2 separate regions of the Anas platyrhynchos genome follow, and region 1 is linked to region 2. The links are chromatin contacts, called in public Hi-C maps. All regions are on one chromosome and are shown on one strand. Each heading gives the region's core, a stretch centred on a gene start, on an enhancer-like site or on the middle of the called end of the contact. The rest is flanking DNA. Distances are from core to core; before and after follow the strand shown.

Region 1 (3,423 bases), core at 146-2,645, 160 kb before region 2:
TTTTTCTTTTTGTGTACTTTTTCGTCTGTCAAGGACCTTTAAGCCCACAGAGTCTACCTGTTGGTGTAGAGTATTTTTGGGGTTGTAGTCAAAACAAAAAAAAAACACAAACCCTCCCCTAAGTCCCAGTACTTAAATCTAAGAAGACAAATAAACATTTCAAGCTTTTGTCTGTCCCTGTTTTCCACTTGTGAATCTCAAGGATAGGTGTTTTCCTTTAATCTAGTATATGTTTCAGATATCTAATATGTTTTCTAAAGCTTTTAGTGCTTCTGTTGTTCTCTGGATTCTCTCCTAAAGTGCGTGCTAATGGACACATTGAGAGATTTAGAAAAATTGCTAATAATCTCCCTTGTCCTACCTATCACTTCAGAGAAGTTTGCTGTTTTCTAATGTTATATGCTGTGCTGGCTATAAATACCAACTGGAATTTCTCATAACCAAATCAGGTGATTCTCATAGGCACCTGCTTCATAGATGATAATACTTTATTTAGGATAGTTTGAACAAGAGCCAACTGTGAAGAATTTAAGAAGGATTTAATGAAATTAAGCAACTGGGCAATGAAGTATCAGATAGAAATCAATGCAAATGAAGTAATGCAAAAACAGTCCTAACTTTCCATAGAAGTTCACTGTTCACTGTTTCAACTTAGCAAGATTTGAGAGTTATGGTAAAAAGGTCCATAAAAATGTTCCAGGCCAGCCAGAAAGCGAACCTGTAGAAGGAGCTATTAGTAAAGGAATAGAAAACAGAACTGAAAACACTGTTATGGTGCTATATGTACAAATTCATTGTTTACCCCTCTTTTGGATACTGTGCAAAGATTCCCTCATCTCTAAAAGGATATCATAAAACTGGAAACACCTTGGAGAAGGGCATTAAAGGTGAGGCATTAGAGGCACGGAACAGCTTTCTTATAAGTAGTGATCAAGTTGGCTGCAACTTTGGTTTGGAAAAGACATGACCGGGAGGTGCAAAGATGCAGGTCTAAAAATCATGCTGAGCACGACACAGGTGGGTAAGACTCAACTCGCTTCCTCCAGCACAAGAAGTAGGGCGCGTTACATAAAGCTGATGGAGCAATCTTTGGAGCAGATTCTTGATGCAATGGGGAGCAGGTTTGGGAAGGGCAGCTTCCAAATCATTGCCAAGAGAGCTGATACTGATGCTCAGGGTTAAGAGAGGTTCAATGAGCTGGAAGCTGTTGAATCGCCATCTCCAAGCTCTTGGGATCCTGCCCTGACCTCTGTGCTCGGGGCAGGGCTGGGGACCGGGACTGGCGGGGGCCGGAGGCTGGAGGCTGGCCGCCCCGGTTGCGGCGCGGTGCTGGTGCCGCCAGGCGGCTCTGTGTGCGGCGGGCGGGATGCCGGCAGCGCCCGCCCCGTGAGGGCGATAAAAGGCGGCGCCGCGCGGCCCCGCCGTGTCTGCGCGCCCCGGGCCCATGCAGGCGCTGAGCGCCGCCCGCCGCCTCCTGCCCCGCACCCGGCCCGGGCTCGCCCGCGGCTGCGGCTCGGGGCCCGGCGCCCCGCGGAACCCGCTGGTCTACCTGGACGTGGGCGCCGACGAGCAGCCGCTGGGCCGCGTGGTGCTGGAGGTGCGGGGGGACGGGGCGGGACGGGACGGAGTGTCCGGCAGGGCCGCGCCGCCAAGGGCAGGCGGGAGGGCAGCGGTGGGGGCTGCCGGGGGTCGGTGCAGGGCTGCGGGGCGGTGTCCGTGCCCCTTTCTCCTTGGCCTCCCGGTGTGGTGCCGCGTGGCTCCGTGCTGGGCACGGCTCGGCCCCTGCGGCTGTTCAATTGCACCAACTCACCGCACGCGAGTTGTTCAGTGCATGTATGTGTGGAAAACCTGACTAATTCTTCCTTTTCTATTTCTTCAACAGCTGAAAGCTGATGTGGTCCCAAAGACAGCAGGTAGGGCATCACCTTGAGAATTTCATACTTAAAATGGCAGGAAGAAGAACATTCCCATAACTTAGGGAAACTATTTCCATCTTCCTTCCCCATTTGTGAAATCAAGAAATATGTTCTGAACTTCGTCAGAGCGGTGCTAGGGCTTTAGTTTGTTGTTTCAAATAGTTTTATTTTGTAACTTCTATGAACTTGTGTACAGGCTGATGTTGGGTTACCAGTGGTGAATAACTATGCTTGAAAATGAGTTGCCTTTTATTAAAACCAAACCACAAAACAAACTGGAAAGGGAAACCCACAAAGGGTTCCTCTGGTAGGGTATTATGACAGCATACAGGGTTTTATTTTCCTTGTCACTAGTTAACTAGTGCACCCAGGTTATAAAGTTCTCGTACTTTTCCATATGCTTCTTTCCTTATTGCTTATTTAGTGGTTCTGAAAAACTTGTAGCTTTCTTTCAGTTCTCATTAGATGAACAAAGTAAGGAGAAGCATCATCTCCACAGTTAAACTCGAGAACAAAGGCACAACATGCAGAAAATGTGATCTTTGACTCCGGAGTGATGGGACTCAGGGGTGTAAAGGTGTAACAGCAAAATCCAAGGGCAGTGCGAGGGAGGATTCTGTTTGTACCCTGGTTTGCTTTATTTCTGTGGTTTTGTAGCAGTGTTTCTTTGAGGATGAAAACAACCAACTGATAATACCTTAAAGATATAATAGACTTCTTGAAGTATATAATCTTGGGACCTAGTGACGTTAATTGTGTTTGACTTCATTACGTGTCGTGTATGGGAACATACCGTCCTATGCTTTGTTTCCGCAGAAAACTTTAGAGCTCTCTGTACTGGTGAAAAAGGATTTGGTTATAAAGGATCCACTTTTCACAGAGTGATTCCTTCGTTTATGTGCCAGGTAATGTTGTTCTTTGTTTTTGCTTTCACTGTTAAAATTATCTGTATGTTATTCAAGTATTTTTAGAACCCTTTAGACTAGTGGTAACATTTCAAGTGGCTGCCTTTGCCAGCTGCAGAATGAACAAGTGACAGTGGGGCATGTCTTCTTGCTCTTTTGGCTCTGGCTGTTGCTCAGCCTATCTTTGGTACTCATAAATGTGAATTCTGTATAGGCTGTCTTAAAAAATGGCTTAAAGCAAAGCTTTTATCACAGCATACTGGAGTGGGGTATATTTGATGAATAGCACACACTTGTGAGTAGAATTAGAAGAGACCTTATATGCTGAGTAAGCTAAGAAAACAGTGTGTCCATTCTTAGTAGCATAATTTGTTCACAGTAAATAATGTGTTTCATTGGGGAAAAAACAACTTTTTTTTTTATCCTCAACGCCCTTCTGATTTGGAGGGGAGGAAGGAGCAAAAACAATTGGTTAGGATAAACTTTTGGGATGGCACACACAAAGAAGATTTTCCTTTTATTTAAAGGATGTTGTTATGCGTTTTTTTTCGGCCTTCTTGAAAGTCTTTTTTTCTATTGCACTTTGCAGGTGAACAGGTTTC
Region 2 (3,427 bases), core at 347-2,846:
AATTTTAAGACTAGTGTCAATGATGGTAGTGTTGTTATTTATGTAGTAGTGGTGGTGTAGTCACTGTGAGCTAAGGGATTCTGAACAGGGATATAGTGGGATGAGGTACCTGCTTGCAGGAATGTACCCTGTAAAGAGGTAAAGGATATCTGAATGATCCAGGCTTTGTGTGGGGTGAGGAGAAGCCTACCACACTGAGCACCGTTGAAGCAGTTTGTGGAAGAGGAGTAGTGATGCCAGTTTTTAAAATTTGGTTCAGGAACTGGTGCATTAAAAATGGTGCATCTCTACTGAGTCTTTGGTGACGTGTTGTTATGAAACTTGCCAAGTGCTAGTAGAGCTCCTCCGACACAGATGATCACCTCAGCTGAGCGCATGGCCAGCTCAAACAGCGGGAAGCCGCATGGAGCCTGGGGAGAGTGCTGTTGGCACAAAATGGCGGACACCTGTCGCTCAGTCCGCACGCGGCCTGCACTGACCGCCTGCTCTGCTCACCAGCACGTCTGGGCTACAGCCCTGGTGGCCCCCCTTGCCCACGGCAATGCATTGAGCAGTATTCTGTCAGGTGTGAGGCAATGAACTGCAGACATGGTGCCATAGCTCTGGGCAGTCCGTGCTACCGCCTGCCTCTCAGTCTGTGGGGTGTGCCTGGTGCTGCTCCCTGAGATGGAGGGCGAGAGCAAGCACAGATCTGTGAGATGTGCCCAGGTGGATGAACTGTTCTGCCTGGTGGCCAAGATTCGGAAAGAGGTGGGGAGGCCAAGAAGCATCTGAAAGTCTGAACAGGTGATAGATGAATGGAGCCATGCTCTGTCTTCTCAGGTATGTACATGCTAAACCTGGCATGGCCACTGCTGAGGCAGGCCCAGCATCTGGTCTACATCTGGGTAAAGGCAGCAACTTGTGGGACACCGAGGAGTGGAAGCAATTTACTACACGGAGCCACAAGCCCTGTCTGCCTGCTCAGCTTCCTGAATAGGTACAAGGCTCTGGGAGTAGCAGACGAGGAATGTGAAGAGACAGAAGAAGATGCATCTGTGCAAGTCCTCCTTCTAAAGTCAGATCAACCAAGGACTCATAGCACGTGTACCATCAAGACTTGTGTCGTGAAGAAATCATGGCGAGTTGTATTCGTAGATGACTCTCTTCTCAAGGGAATGGAGGCTCCCGTCTGCAGACCAGACCCTCTTCACAAAGAAGTTTGCTGCCTCCCTAGGGCTTAGATCAGGGATGTTACCAGGAAGTTTTCAAGCATAATACAGACTTCAGACTATTACCCAGTCCTCCTCTTTCAACTGTGACATAGCTCCTCTTCCAAAGACATAGCTATAGGAAGCCTGAGGTCCAAAAGGCAAAATCCAATCATTTTATATCTAGGGAGTTGAAAATCCACTTTAAACCCTGAGGTGGTCACTCTGAATTCATCTCATTTCAGCAGTGGGCTCAGAATGACTCAATAGAAAGATGACAAAGGCTTCAGTCAAGAGGGCTTTCCTCCAGTTTTATACTGTCTGACTGTTGCAATAGTACAGTAGTAAATCAGCTCAGAAGGCTTATGCATACAGCTTGTGTCTTTGAAAAGCTTACTGTGTTGTCATGTGCAAAACAGGAAATGTGTAATGGTATGAATCCCGGAGGAGCTGATCCAGGGCAAACTCTCCTGACCTCGTGGAAAACACATCCATCTGAACCTCACAGTGAAACGCAAACATACAAGTTAACCACAGAAGTTAAGAAATATCTTTGCCTGCATTGTATTGCTTTAATGTGGAAAGTTTTAACATGAGAAGCAGAGCAACAAATAATGTGTCCTTCATGCCAGTGCCACCACGGAACTGTCCTCGTGGTGGTGCTCTTCTTAGAAGAAATATTGTGCCCCAGGTTGTTTTCATTTTGCAAGCCAAGCAATATTTTGCAGTGAATGACATGCTTTCAGATTTACACACTATTAGGTATTGATTCTGTCCACAAAGAGTGAGAAAAATGTAACTGCTAAGGAAAGAGAGACATGATTGAAATTAACCTGAGCAGGTACAGGGTAGGTCCTTAGATAAAACAGTAGAGATTTGGTCAAGAACAGATGTTTTGTTCCAGAAATTACTTCTTCTGGACAAGACCAGATCTCCACTGAAGGCAACCAGCCATATGTAACCGTGCACGTCAGAAAAAGTATAAGGCATTCTTAAAAATAAGCAAAACTTCACTCTTGCAAAGGTGTAAAAGTAAGATCCAGATGCTCCAGATGATGGTTCTAGCATTATCTGAGGTTACGTGTTTTAAGATAAGAGGCCCAGGATTTATTTCTTATTAAAATAAATTAAGGGAGGAATATAACACTTGGAACTCAGAAAGCAATGTGCTAGTTTTCATATAAGCTACTTGTTATAATGATTTCTTTTGAAAAGACCTAGGAATACATTCAGAGTTAGAAACCACTTAAACTTTTAGAAGCCTGTAAACTATAAAGCCTACTGTGTAGACATGTACTAAATACTCACGGACAGACTGGTACTAATCTCTTCGTTTAAAATTCTGGTTGTTGCAGTAGTGTGTGTCTTCACCTACTGATAGAAACAATATTACTTTAGGAGCCTTTCAGTTAAATACAATGCTGAAGTTATTCAGTGCAACATAAACATTTAGCTCTGCAGTTTAGTCTGTAAACATTTTAAAGGCTGGAATGTTTATTCAAAATGACCAGAGTTCCAAAACTTGCAAAGCTGTTTGCAGTGCTAACAAGGAGTAGAAAATGATGAGGTTTACACATCTGAAAGTGAAGAAGACAAAATCCCATTTTTAGCCCCCATAAACAATTATCTTCAGGTTCTGTTTCACTTCTGAGTTCCCTTGGAACTGGCTGCCTGCTTTGAGCTGATCTCAGAAGAGAATTTATTGGGATTAGAATCTCAGTGTAAATGCAGGTCCCAGTGAAAGGGAGGGGACTGATGCAGTTATTAATGGCTTTTCTATTAAAAACAAAAACAACAAAAATATGTCAGACTGAAAAAAGTGGAGGTTGATGAGTTGCTTCATGAGTAATTAAGTCTTAACCGCCATGGAAACGGCAACTTCCAGTCACACAGATGTGGCTGTAACCTCATATTTTGTCCTCCTGTATTATGATACTGCTAGTAAGTCATCATCCATATATGCAAGTAAACATGACTGTTCCTTAGTTCTTGGTTTGCTTACTTAATGTTTCCACAGAACTTTGCTAGCTCTGGCATATATGATAGTTGTAAAAGGGTTGTTTTGGTATAATAAGTAGAACTGCCTTTTTTTTTTTTTTCCTTCCTTCAATGCACTAAGCTGATAAGTTCAACCTGATCTGTAACATGATTCATATCATCATCAGTCCTGCTGTTGAATTCCTTCTGTTGAGTCAGAAGGGAGTTGGTAGCTTCGCATTAGGGGGTCAGCACCAGAG

The links. A called contact is a pair of places that touch in the nucleus more often than the background predicts.
Region 1: a Hi-C map of subcutaneous adipose tissue shows a contact between it and region 2, with 2.6 times the contacts expected there. The contact joins the promoter of PPIF here to the enhancer-like site in region 2. A contact is called at or near these places in 5 of 8 Hi-C or Micro-C datasets (F1 follicle, liver, skeletal muscle and 1 more).

Annotation. Positions count from the first base shown.
Region 1 is chr6:15,836,570-15,839,992 of IASCAAS_PekinDuck_T2T, reverse strand. PPIF (peptidylprolyl isomerase F) reads left to right here and starts at 1,395. Exons shown (of 6, transcript XM_027460206.3): 1 at 1,395-1,597; 2 at 1,883-1,913; 3 at 2,733-2,821. The coding sequence starts at 1,445.
Region 2 is chr6:15,673,855-15,677,281 of IASCAAS_PekinDuck_T2T, reverse strand. No RefSeq gene overlaps it. Among named protein-coding and RNA genes, the nearest start is that of ANXA11, 14 kb to the right of the region's middle. Within about 2 kb of position 1,596, at least 3 of the 8 cell types and tissues checked have an H3K27ac peak or open chromatin away from gene starts, as enhancers often do. A contact at or near this core is called in subcutaneous adipose tissue, where this site is marked.